2 separate regions of the Callithrix jacchus genome follow, and region 1 is linked to region 2. Evidence: chromatin contacts called from public Hi-C data. All regions are on one chromosome and are shown on one strand. The core of a region is the stretch at or near the end of the contact, and the rest is flanking DNA. Distances in the headings are between cores, read along the strand shown. Region 1 has its middle 36 kb from the start of ACTN2. Region 2 holds the start of ACTN2 (actinin alpha 2).

Region 1 (6,721 bases), core at 4,000-6,499, 37 kb after region 2:
ATCCCAGCTACTCAGGAGGCTGAAGCAGGAGAATCACTTGAACCCAGGAAGCAGAGGTTGCATGGAGCCGAGATTGCACCACTACACTCCAGCCTAGTCAACAGAGTGAGACTCCATCTCCAAAAATAGAAAAATTTATAAACGAAAATCTTATACTTGTGCATCCTTGGTTTATACATAAATTTCAGAGGAAATCATGTAATCTAGTCATTATATTCTTCCAGGTTATTGTACATTTGGAGTGAAAACAGCGTATCAAAAGATTTCTACAGAGTTTGACTCAGTAAATCAAAATTTTCCATTCAAAGAACACAATTTCTATGTCGAAATCGCAGGTAATGACACTGCAGGCTTGACCTCAAGGAATTTAGAGTCAAGAAGAGGAAATACACTTACAACAAAATAGAAAAAATAAAGAAAAAAACTACACTAGAGGTATAAATAAAACACTAGAGAATGAAGGGATCAATCCTAAATGCAAGAAGTGGATTGTAAATAACCTAGTGGATTAGAAATTGGCTTTTTTGTCCTCCGAGTCTGAACTGTACATAGTAGGTGAGCCATTCAGGAAATATATATTGATTGATTAATTCCAAGAATAACAGGCAATGTTTATGAGCACATGCTATGTGCTGGCACAGTGCAAAGTGCTCTGCTTACGTGACTTCATTTAATCAAATAATGGAGAGCAAGTGGGAAAGAGAAAATATTCAACATGCTTACTGACTCATTCTTATACATTCTAATAGTACAGTGAAAGGATATCTGTATAATTGGATTTTTACTGATTCCTTAAATACAGGAAAACTGCTACTAATACATGTAATTATAGGCCTATAATAATTTAAGTATTTGCTAATTAAACATAGATACCTAATAATCTAGTAAATTACATTTATAATTGCATACTAATTGTGAATGCATTTTATAGCACATCACTATATATTAGTAATTACATTTAAATTATAACTTTACATTGGATGCATCATTTCCAGTGCTGCTGTTGCTTCATTTATTTGTTTTCTTCTCATTCCTGTTCTTTTTGCTATTATTCTTCTTACTCTCATCTCCTTCCCCTTCTTCTTCTCCTCCCCCTTTGCCTTTCTGTTCTTTAACAAAAATAAATTAAGTATACAAGTTCCGTGATTCCCATTACTTATGGTAATACTTGTAGATAAAAAGAATACTTCCTTGGTTCGGAAATTCATTTTAGTCTGTCTCTTTTATGTTAACCTGAAAGAAACCCTTTAATTCTTTGTCCAGTGATTTTTTTTTCTGTAGAATATTGCCTTTTACCAATACTAAGTCACATGTAAAACACAGTTCTACCCAGTGTCCGGATAAATCTCAGACTTGAATTTGAGAAGGCACTAAAGGACACTGAAAGCTGGTACTGTAGTGGCCTAAAATTCAGTAGATCCCTGCCAGCCCTTACTCATTATTGTTTTTTTTTTTTTTTTGACAGGGGTCTCACTTGGTTGCCCAGGCTGGAGTGCAATGGTACAATCATGGCTCACTGCATCCCTGACCTCCAGGGCTCAGAGGATCCTCCCACCTCAGCCTTCCAGGTAGCTGGGACTACAGATGTGCATCACCTCACCTAGCTAATATTTGCAGAAACTGGGTTTTGCCATGTTGCCCAGGCTGGTCTTGAACTCCTGGGCTCAAGCAGTCTGTCTACATTGGTCTCCCAAAGTGCTGGGATTACAGACATGAGCTAATGTGCCAGCCCCATCACCAATTGCTTAATGGGTTGGTCATGGAGTTATAAGGCCAATATCCTACGTTAGATTCCCATGTACACCAGTCGGCTTCATTAACTCCTGTGCCCTAATCCTGACCCCTCTTCTCCCAAGAATGCATGCAGAGAAAAGAAGTCCACAGCAAGAGCTGAGGGCATCAGCCCACCTGATGAAGGCAGGTGTTTCAAGATGGTGTGAGAAGGATGAGCCGAGCACTCTAGTGATGGGGAGGGGGAAACTAAAACTTTATGACCGTAAGCAAATATCACAGCAAATCAGCCTTAAGTGGATATAAAAGAACTCACAAAATAACACAAAATGTAACCAAAGCTCACCAGACCAGAGGAAGAGTCACCACTCTGGCATGGGAAGACGGGCGCCCGGGATCCTGCAGTGGGAGTCGGGGCGTCCCCCAGCACAGGACAGCAGCAGGCTTCAACCCTCCCTCAGGTAAGCTCCTTTCACTAAGTCCAGTTGTGACTCTGGGCACCCTCTGTTGTTTGCAACACAAACAATCGTTCTGGGTGCAGTGTCCCAAGATGTGTTCCAGGACTTAATTTCTGGCCTTTTAGCCAAATTTTATACCACATGTTTACCTTTTCACCTTAGGTGTCTGTGCCTCTTATAGATGGAGGCATATTTTATTTATTTATTTATTTATTTTTTATTTTAGGCAGAGTTTTGCTCTTGTTGCCCAGGCTAGAGTAAAGTGGTGCAATATCAGCTCAGTGCAACCTCTGCCTCCCGGGTTCAAGCAATTCTCCTGCCTTACCCTCCCGATTAGGTGGAATTACAGGTGTGTGCCACCACACCTGGCTAATTTTTATATTTTTAGTAAAGACAGGGTTTCACCATGTTGGCCAAGCTAGTCTTGAACTCCTGACCTCAGGTGACAGGTCTACCTCGGCCTCCCAAAGTGCTGGGATTACAGGTATGAGCCACTGCACCCAGCCAGATGGAGTCATATTCTAAAACGGAGTTAGTGTGGCCAATTTCTCTCTTCCTACAGCAGGGTAGAGGCAGCAGAGCACAGCTCTGTTCACTCAGATGCCTCACTGGAGTTGGCAATGATAAGGTCTTTGAGATCAGGTACCCAGATGGGCTCTGTGGACCCCTCTACCCCTCCTTGGCTTGTTATTTGTTTGTTTGTTTGTTTTTGAGACAAACTCTTGCTCTGTCTGGAATGCAGTGGCACTATCTCAGCTCACTGCAACCTCCACCTTCTGGGTTCAAGTGATTCTCCTGCCTCAGCCTCCCAAGCAGCTGGGACTGCAGGCACCCACCACCACCCCTGGTTAAATTTTGTATTTTTAGTAGAGACAGGGTTTCACCATGTTGGCCAGGCTGGTCTCGAACTCCTGACCTCGTGTGATCTGTGCCACCATGCTGGGCTATAAAGAGCTTTTATTTACATGCATTATATCTATTAATATTTACCATATTAGAAATGAAAACTGAGGCATTTAAAAACTAGTATACTAATTCAAAATGAACAACAAACCCATGGCATGTGAACGTACATTCCACGTAAAGAATGCATTTTTATGAAACATAACTCTATCTTCTAAAGGAATTAGTGGTGCCATAGCATTGTTTTCCTTATTAGCGCATCTCTTTATTATCTGCCTTAATGGAAGACACCTGGATTCCCCTGTCTGCTGCTGCGATCTGTTTTAGCTCTGACTGTCATGTAGCATCTGGAACATCTGACTGTAGACTCATGGCAGGATGAGGGGGCAAAGGCGAATAGTGTCTTATATTATTATAAAAGTGCTTCTGACCTTGCAAACCACCTAAAAGGCCTCAGGACCACTTTGAGATCCCCTACAGTACAGATATGACCATTTGTTGGGAAGCCATCCAAGAATGTCTGCCACACAGGTCCCCATTTCCCATTTTGGGATTTCCTTTTTAATTTCATAACTAAATGTCCAATTCAAAAGTTAGTCTCAGAACTAGGAAACCATCTTCCCCATGGTTATGTATGTGCAATTCTCTATGGCTTACCAAATAGAAAATTACCAGCAATTTTTAAAACACAGGTTTGTTTTTGGTTTCCTTACACGCATTTTCTTTTGAGACAGAGTCTTGCTCTGTTGCCCAAGCTGGAGTGCAGTAGCGTGATCACAGCTCACTGCAGCCCTGACTTCCGTGGCTCAAGCTATACTCCTACCTCATCGTCCTGAGTATCTGGGACTACAGGTGCACGCCATCATGCCCAGGTTATTTTATTTTATTGTGGAGACAGGGTCTTACTATGTTGTCCAAGCAGGTCTTGAGCTCCTGAGCTCAAGCAATTTTCCTGCCTCAGCCTCCCAAAGTGTTGGGATTGCAGGCATGAGCCACCATGCCCAGCCCTTATATATTTTGGTTTCAAAGGTCAAAGGGTCTTTCCAGTCATGGCTCAAACAAATGATGTCTGTGCTTTCCCACTTCTGCAAGAAGGAAGCCTCCCTCTCAGGCACATAACATGAAAGCAGGAGATTGAGTGGAAGGACGCGTCTACTTCCATCTTCAGCCTTCATTGCCATACCTCATTGCCATTTGTCTGTGTACAGGGATTTGATTTGATTTGATTTGATTTTGAGACAGAGTCTCGCTCTGTTGCCCAGGCTGGAGTGCAATGGCGCAATCTGGGCTTACTGCAACCTCCACCTTCCAAGTTCAAGGAATTCTCTTGCTTCAGCCTCTCAAGTGGCTGGGATTATAGGGGCTCACCAACACACCCAGCTAATTTGTTGTATTTTGAGTAAAGATGGGGTTTTGTCATGCTGGCCAGGCTGGTCTTGAACTCTTGACCTGAAGTGACCCACCCTTCTTGGCTTCCCAAACTGCTGGGATTACAGACTTGAGCCACCATGCCCAGCCTCTTCAGGGACTTTTGAAGACATGGTTGATGACATCCAAATTCCCACTCTAAATCTTCCGCACCTCTGAGGATCAAACTTAAGACTCTCCGTCAAATGTTATCAACATTTAATTATACCGACCTCATCCTCATTAGACTCTTCCATCTCTTTAGCTACCCCCGATAGCTGTGAGAAAGTTCACAGGGCAACCTCAGGGAGAGTAGCCGTGGACTTGCGACATCTCCTCTGTGTCATATTCCCTGAGTGATTCCTTTTGAAAATGTCAGGAGCACTGTGTACGAGTTGCAGAAAAAGCTGGAGGGGGGCCTCCATCAGCATCCCAGCTCTGTGCCAGCGACTCTCTGATGAGATGTTGGGATTTGGAGGTGGGATACGGAATCACTCCAGGGCCTTTTTTGAACTCTGCATGCTGGTTCCTTCCCCCAACTCCCTGGAGACAGATGTCTCCTCACCCCCACCCTGCCTGAAAATCACTGATCTCCACGGTTAGGAAAGAGCGTTATTAAATTTAAATTTAGCATGTGAGGTTGTGGATAACCCTATCTCTGTTTCTGAGAAACAACTGTTTACTATTCTAACACTCCAGAAACCTGGCAACTGGCTCACAGAGGACTGGCAAACGGAAGCTTATGTGCAGCTGCTCTGCAAGGGACCCCAGCCCGACGCACTCCTATCCGTCAGCCTGGTGTCTATATCAGAAGGGGTACAAGACCTAGAACTTTGCAGGGCCAAAAACGGCAGTCAGGACCTATTTTTAATGATCCTGAGGATTGTTTAGAAAGGAAACTCCATAAAGTCCATGTAGCTCTTAAAAAGTATTTTGTTCCACTCTTTTCTTTCCCTGCCTTTCTGATTCTATTTCTGTATTTCCCTCTTTACGTTTATGGGTCTGGAAGTGAATAGCAATAAATAAAGATGATCATCCTAAAATGATGTTCCTGGATAGAAAAACGGGTTCCTAAAATCCCTGCTTCCATCGCTAGGATGGCAATCTGGAAAAAATTGCAGGGGGATTTGCAAGATAATCGAAGCTCTTGATATTCAGAGGGGGGATTTTATTCTATTGTCACTTACTCTCAGGAAAATGTGATGTGGGTTACAGCTACCTGGGTATTATGGCCCAAGTTTCCACTGAACACAGAGAGACTGCGTCGTTCACAACTGTGTGACTCATTTACTGCAGGCAAAGCCCTCTTCTTGGAGCCTCTTATTCTAAACCACACACACAGAGCACACGATGCTTGCTGTTGGAGTGGGGTCACTGGACAAAAGGGGCAAACCGGTAACGGTATCTCTACAAGTGACATTATAGACATGCCATGCCGCGTGATCCCCACGGCTAAAATGAGACTCTCGAAGCTGGAGGGAATGGAAAGTGATGACGTGAGGCGCCTGAACGATATTGTAACTTCAGATGATGTTGGCGGCTAGTACTGTATAAGCTAAATGAACTGGGGCTAAGTGCTCGTGACGACATCATGGGCAGAGAATGTTATGAAGTTGTATGTCATTCTTGGCCTGAAGCGTCCCATCTAATGAGCCTATTTGTCATGGAAAAAATAAAATCAAGTGTATAGACGTCTTCAGTATTAGATGTTGGAAAAGTGCTCTGGAAGATAGGACAGTTTATGCATTTAAAGGATGTGTTAGCAAAACTCGTCCTACCCCATTACCTCTGCATCCATCTTGAACATTTATGACCCCAGCAGAACACACGCCAGCCAACAAACATCCATCTGGTACTTACCATGATCAAGGCGCTGGGCTACAACCCGGTAGATATATAAAGATAAAACAAAGATGGAATCTGCCCTAAAAGAATTATAAGCTAGTAGGCAAGGACATCTATGTGACCAGTCATTTTATGTGAACACATATAAATATATGTTTATACACCTGCCCGTCTCAGCGTAGCTGCTGTGCTTCCATTCATTGCATAGGTGATGGATGTTTGGATCCACATATATATGAGCAGGGCTATTTTTGTGGAGGTTGCAAAGGAATATCCATCTAGAACATTTTTCCTCCAGAATTCTGGAAGCCAGGGCAGGATTCCTGAACTTTCCTCTTATTTTTTAACTTAATTTTCTATATTTATTTATTTATTTT
Region 2 (7,041 bases), core at 3,234-5,733:
ACCATTGCACTCCAGCCTGGGCAACAGAGTGAGACTCTGTCTCAAAAAAACAAAAAGTACACCAGAGGAGGGGGGATGGGAAGCTAGTATCTAATGGGTAGAGAGTCTCAATGTGGGAAGACGGAAACATTCCGGAGACACATCATGGTGATGGTCGCACAATAATGTGAATAGACGTAACGCCGCTGAATTGTACACTTAGGATTAAAAGGGTAACTTTTATGTTATGTGTATTTCCCCACAATTTTCAAAGTACATCAAAGTCACCAAGGACCAAATCTCATGCCCTATTATCCATCACAAGTCTAAGCACAGTACTGATTAACAAGTATTCGGTACACAAGGATAATAATATTTGAACATTTACAGATCATTTTACAATGTATAAAACCCGTTCACCATAAAACAGTTTCACTGTTTGATCCAGACAAAAAAACCCTGTGAGTTAAGACAGGTATTTATCTTCATTTTCTAGATGCAGAAATTGACACTTGAAACATTTAGTGATTCAACTGTAGTCAGACAGAGGGTACCAGGCAGAGCTTCGACTCATCTGGGTCTCACGGATCTGAGAAATATCACAAGCTTTTCGTTAATCGTTGGAACAAACAATTAGTACCTTTTCTACTAGGAAAAATTCATGCAAGAGTATGTGTCATCAGGCAGGAGGAGCCTTCACCTTGTGGTCTAAATCAGCAGCTGCTGCCCACAGAATGGGCAGGGGCCACGCGAAGGCTCCCAGGCTCTCTATTCAATCCGGGCCCTGTGGGCAGCTGCCTCTGCACACACATCCTGCCATGCTACCTGACCCAACATGGCAACATGTTCGCCTAAATGCCAGACTGGCAGGATGTGCTCCAAGGCGAACCCGGCCAGGTCAACTGTGAAGAGGGCAGATGAATGTGAATTTCCTTAGGGACCACTAAAAACAACTGGAACACCTAGAAAAGTGTATCGATCAACAAGCCATGTACTGATTACGGACATAAGGACCCCTTATGTATCGAAACATATTTCATTTCCTTAAAAGGTCTGCTCTAGCCTCCCAGTCAAGTGAAGGACAGAGCCCTGAGCTTGTGAAGATAGCAAACATATTCAGCATTGCTGCTCTGACAAGTCACCTCCCAATTAGGCTTTGGTTGAGGTACTAGCTCAGTGTGTTCCTTGATTCCAGGAGAAGCTTACTTCTAGACGCCAACACTCGAAAAGTTTCAACAGTCCACTGAAGAGGTCCTGATTTACTTGGAAATCAATATCCGTAAACTGTGTTCTATATGGTAAAACATTCCAACTCCAAGAGTGTGCCTCAGCACTTCAGCGTCTTAAATACCGAATCTGGGGCTGAGCATGGTGGCTCATACCCACAGTACCAGCACTTTAGGAGGCCAAGGTGGGAGAATGGCTTAAGGCCAGGAGTTCAAGACCAGCCTGGGCAACACAGTGAGACCCTGACTCTACAAAAAAGTTTTTAAAATAAAAAAATTAGCCACGTGTGGTGGTGCATGCCTCCACCTCATGGAGGTCACTTGAGCCCAGGAGGTGGAGGCTGCAGTGAGCTATTACTGTGCCACTGCACTCCAGCCTGGGCAGCAGAGCAAAAGCCTGACTCAAAACATTTCATATATATATATATATATATATATATATATATATATATGTTATACATATGTGTACATACATAATATCTCATATCTGACATAATGCAGGCATTTTTCTTCTACCCACGAGTTGTAGGAAGTAAAATACGATATACTTTATAGAAAATATAAACATTCCTAACCCTATTAACACACTCTTGTGTGTAACACACTCTTGAAAGAGAAGGTAGACACGTGGAAACGCCTATTCACACTCATGCTAAACCCACTATCTTCTGGATTCCCTTCTCTTATAAAACACACTACACTTTTATAAAGTCCTTCTGTAGCCAGGCTTTCATTCCACAGCACAGAGCAAGGATTACCATGGCCCATGAGACTCTCTGAACTGTAGATATAATTAGGCATCACATCCATTCTAACGCCGCAGACGTCATCATGTGCTACCAGCATCTGTTGACAGATCTCATACCCAGCATATCACTGAAATGGCAAGTGTGGAGAAGGCAGCCCACAATAGAAACAATGGCATTTTACCCTTGTCCGGTTCCAGCAGTTTGTCTCATGGGACATAAATAGAGGCCACTCCTCTGGCCACCCTGAGCTCACAGTTCAATATTGTTTTACTGACTTGAGCACAGTCTGTATCAAAAGTAGAAATAGAGACTCTTCTAGATCTGTCCTAATGAAGTTTCAGCCCCCAAGCATGTACAACTTTCAAACTATCTTAAGAAAAAAAAAATTCTCATGTTAAACTTTTTGGTATTATTTTGGACTGGGACCAGAAGTATGTCATTTTTAAATAATCAACTTTACTTCAAGTATTCTTTAATTATAATAATACAGTCAACAGAGGAATCCCAAACCTAAAAGAATTACAAAGCCATATATCCAAAAATACTACAAATATATTAAAAGATTAAACATGGTGGAAGGCATGTCAATCTGGCCTTTGGAAATTGACATTACCTCTAACTTGCTGTTGTACTGTATTTTTTTAAAAAGCAACAGAAAGCACTGTGATTTGACTATCACTTTCAAAAATGATGGGCAGACTACCTGTCCAATTCCTTAACTATTTTACTCTTCCTTCCAAGAAAGCAATTTTTGAAACAAAGACCTGGGAGTTATCTTTTTTTAATCCATGAAAAATGCAGTAACCAAAACTTGGGGAAATTATTTAAAAATAAACACTCACTGCTAAAAATTAAAGTCACTTTTTAACTTTGTGATGATTGATGATGCATCAGCTGGTCCAGATGACACATTAGTAATCCTCAAGCCGTGTGCTTCCTTCACAATCAGTCCTTTTAAAAAATGGTAGAGGGCTTGAAATTTGGTTTTTTCTATGTATTACTCCCATTTTCTTGTTTCTAAGAAAGGTAGGGATGGCAAAAACCTTAAGAAACTCGGGGACAGACTGAAATGTAGCTAAGTTAGAGCCTTAAAATAATAATAGTAAATGGTATTTTAGGAGAGAGGGTAGACAAGAGACGTCCTGATATAAAAATAGTGCTTGGTTATTTGATAATTATCTCTTCTTCCAGCTAATGCTGTTTGCTGGGAGACAAGTTTGGGACGTGTGTTCTCCACCATCATACCCCTATTCACCAAATACTATCGCACAATCACTGACATGGCCAACTACACAGAGATACACTATGGTCACCACAGGTTACCCATTTAAAGCAGGCCCTTAGAAGGGAAATCTATCCCGCCCCACACCCAGAAAAATGGGGGGTGGGGGGAAGCACAGAGCGTTTGGCTTTTGCCATAGCCCTGTTATCCTAAGGTTGGGTTATCAGGTCTCTATTGTCATGCCTGACCCAACCAGGCTCCCTGCCTAGTCAAGAGGCGGGATTAAACCTCCTGGTGAGCATTCCCTATTTATTCTAGCCAGGAGGATCAAGAGGAAACCTTGAAATAGTGGAATGTTCCACTGACCCCCAGAGAGCGCCAACCAAAATGGGGAAGGAGCTTTTAGAAGCTGGCTGACTCCTTTGTCCCTGTGTGCTTACCTCAATGAACTATAAATAGGGTGTGAAATAATTGTAACTATCGGTAAATGTCTAGAGTTCATACAACACCCCTTTCTCAGGAACCCAAAAGATTGAATACATGACTTTCCATGACTCTGGGGGTAGCCGGGTGGAAACTGCAATGAAGCTGATGTTCATTTGCTTCTTTCAATCGGAAAGAGAGAGACTGGGGGAAATGGACAGAAACGGCCCAGGAGAGTATAACTCGGTGGCCGAGGTCACAGACTCAAGGGGCAGGTGCAGCCCAGAGACCCCTACAGATCCTGGCCTAGCGCGGGTTGGTTCGAGGAACAGAAGCACACGGAGAACGCGCTTTTCTCGCTCTGCGACTCTGATGCTGCCAACACACGCACGCGCACACACACGACGCTCAGTGTCCTGCCTGTCCCCGGACGTGTCCTCTTTCCTAAGGGCCCCCGGGACTGCGAGGACGCGGACAGCACAGCACCTCCACGCCGTGCCCCCTCGCCCGGCCCCACGGCCCCGCGCACGGGAGCCCCACGGGGGGATCCGGCCCTACCACGCGCGCGCGGCCCGCGGGCCCCTGCTGACCTTCCTCTGCTGCTTCTCCCAGGCCGGGTCCAGCAGCAGGTCGCGGTCCCACTCCTCCTCCTGGATCATGTACTCATCCTCGTCGTACACGTAATTGTACTGCACGCCGGGCTCTATCTGGTTCATGGCGCTCGGGTGGCCGGGGCTGCGGCGGGGCGCGCGGGGCTCGGACGCACGGGGGGACCGGGACACGGACCGACGGAGGCGGCGGCGGCGGCGGGCGCGGGGTGACCTTCGCGCGGCTGCTCTCGGGGCGGCTGGCCTGGGCGCTGGGTCTCGGGCGAAGCACCAGCTCGGGCTGCGAGCAGCTGCCGCGCCGCTTAAGAGCCGCGCCGCCCCGTCACGTGGCCGCGCCCCGCCCGCCGGGCCCCTCCGCCCCGCCCCGAGCACGTGCGGCTGGACTGGGCGCCGGCCCCTCCGCTGTCCCCCAGCAGCCACCGCCCCAAGGCCTCCGGGATCGCGCGAGGGGCTGCTCGGCAGGCGCAGAACCACGCCTGCCACCCACGCGCTGCCTCTGCGCTCGCCTGGCTCGCGGCGCGGGCTCCGTCGGGGTCCCCGCTGGGTGATCGCGGGCCCGGGGAGGGACACCTGAGAGGCTGCGTCCCCGACCGCCCGACACTAAGTTTCCCAAACGTCATTTGCATGTTCGTGTTTCCCACACGTTCCCACAGATTTATTGCAGATCTCTCTTCTCTGTTCCCACAGATTTATTGCAGATCTCCTGTCTCTCGTGTCTCTCTCCTCTCTGTCTCTCTCATCTCTCTGTCTCCTCTTCTCTGTCTCTCTCTCTCTTTCCCGTCTCTCTCTCTCATCTCTGTCTCTCTCATCTCTCTCTCTCATCTCTCTCTCCCGTCTCTCTCTCTCTTTCTGTTTCTCTTCTTCTCTCTCTCACATACACACATACATACATACAGCCCCCTAAGGAGTAAAGTTTAAAAGCTACAGAATCTCCTCTTCTTCCTATCCTGCCCGCCCTCACCTGGGGAAATCAAGACACAGGATTTAGATCGATCATATTAAAATGGCAGGACCAAACGAAAAGCAGGAAATGTCAGCTCTCACCTGCCAGTCATAAATTTAAGAAAGCTGACAATGAAGGGCAAGCGGCCAGGTTTGTGTTATATTTCCAAGTCGCCCTGTGGGTTGCATTTAACGCCTTTTCATCCCTCGGGGGCTGGTTATCTGTTCCCTATTGGTTATGTCGCTGCAGGAAGCAAAATGAGGAGCCTTGGGACCAGTAGGCTGAAACTTCTTAATCAAATTATGTATTAAGTAACTACTGTAAACCAGAGGATGCCTTAGGTACTAGATGAGCTGATAGGATGCCTGCCTGCAATTCAGTTTATATCTCAATTAAATAAACGTTGTCCACAGATGCTACAGAATTTTTGTGATTCAGAGCTACAATTTGTGGACATGTTTCAAGTTGAATTTGTCTGGATTTATCATTGTTCCTTAGAAGTTTTACATCACTTATCGTTATCGTTTGGGGCTTTATGCAGAAAGACTAACAATCAGCAAATAGATTGCATTAATGTTTTGTTTTTTTTTTTTTAGACGGTGTTTTGCTCTTGTTGCCCCAGCTGGAGTACAATGGCACGATCTCAGCTCACCACAACCCAAGTGATTCTCCTGCCTCAGCCTCCCTACTGGCTGGGATTACAGACGTGCATCACCACTCACGGCTAATTTTGTGTTTTTAGTAGAGACGCGGTTTCTCCATGTTGGTCATGCTGGTCTCGAACTCCTGACCTCAGGTGATCCCCCCCCCCCCAACTCAGCCTTTCAGAGTGCTAGGATTACAGGCATGAGCCACAGCACCTGGCCTGCATCACTATTTTTTAAAAACATTCTCACTAGGACATAAATTCCACAAAGGCAATGATTTTGTCTTGTCCACAGTTGTAGAATTCATCAATGACAGGTGTGTCTACAGCATAGTGGTGCTCAAACATTTGTTGAAAGAAGTAGTATCCCTGGAAATAGTGACTGAGCTAATTTACTTGTATTTAAATTTAAAATTTAAGTTTATATTTTGGATTAAAATCATACTATTGAAACAAGTTGATCAGTAAATTTTAACTATTAGAAACTGGGGCTGGGCGCGGTGGCTCATGCCTATAATCACGGCACTTTGGGAGGCCAAAGTGGGTGGATCACCTGAGGCCAGGAGTTCCAGACCAGTCTGACCACCATGGTAAAACCCCGTCTCTACTAAAAAAAAATACAAAAATTAGCAGGGCATGGTGGTGCGCCCCTGTAATCCCAGCTACTGGAGTCTGAGGCAGGAGAATCACTAGAACAAGGGAGGCGGAGGTTGCATCTTGGCAATGAGCCAAGACTCGCCTCAAAAAAAAAAAAAAGAAAAAAGAAAGAAAAAAAAAGGAAAAGAAACTGGATCTACAATTACAAAAAGTACTACATTGTTAAGCTTAGTTTTCAAAAATTAACTGTGGGGATGTAAAGTTCTAGATGAGATGGAAAAAACAGTGCCAGATTTACCATCCTGCCTGAAACAACTAAAGTCTGGGAAAAAAAACACATAAAATAATGGTTTTGAAGAGATTAGTCATCAGGCAAAGAGGGATAATGAACCCTCAGAGGCAGAAAATAAATGATGTGAGCGCTACAATGGCCCCAGCCTGGAGAACGTTTTTAAGATGCAGTGCAATAAAGGGTACCCAGGCACAGCTTACTGATCTCCATACACTGAATTTAGAGAGACCAAAGCATTAGAATTTGCAAGGCCAAATACAGGAGAAAATAGAGCTGCAAAGAGAGAATCCTGGAAATTTGCAGTCCCCTGGAATCTGATCAGTGAATGATAGGAGGAAACTACCTGAGGCCAAGGA

What was found. Hi-C and Micro-C count contacts between places; a contact is called where the count stands out from the background.
Region 1: a contact with region 2 is called in a Hi-C map of skeletal muscle, with 4 times the contacts expected there. The contact joins the enhancer-like site here to the promoter of ACTN2 in region 2. A contact is called at or near these places in 2 of 3 Hi-C or Micro-C datasets (both in skeletal muscle).

Annotation. Positions count from the first base shown.
Region 1 is chr19:48,738,467-48,745,187 of calJac240_pri, forward strand. No RefSeq gene overlaps it. Among named protein-coding and RNA genes, the nearest start is that of ACTN2, 36 kb to the left of the region's middle. Within about 2 kb of position 5,250, at least 1 of the 16 cell types and tissues checked has an H3K27ac peak or open chromatin away from gene starts, as enhancers often do. A contact at or near this core is called in skeletal muscle, where this site is marked.
Region 2 is chr19:48,701,824-48,708,864 of calJac240_pri, forward strand. It overlaps ACTN2 (actinin alpha 2), which reads right to left and starts at 4,484. Exons shown (of 21, transcript XM_035281481.3): 1 at 4,190-4,484. The coding sequence starts at 4,315.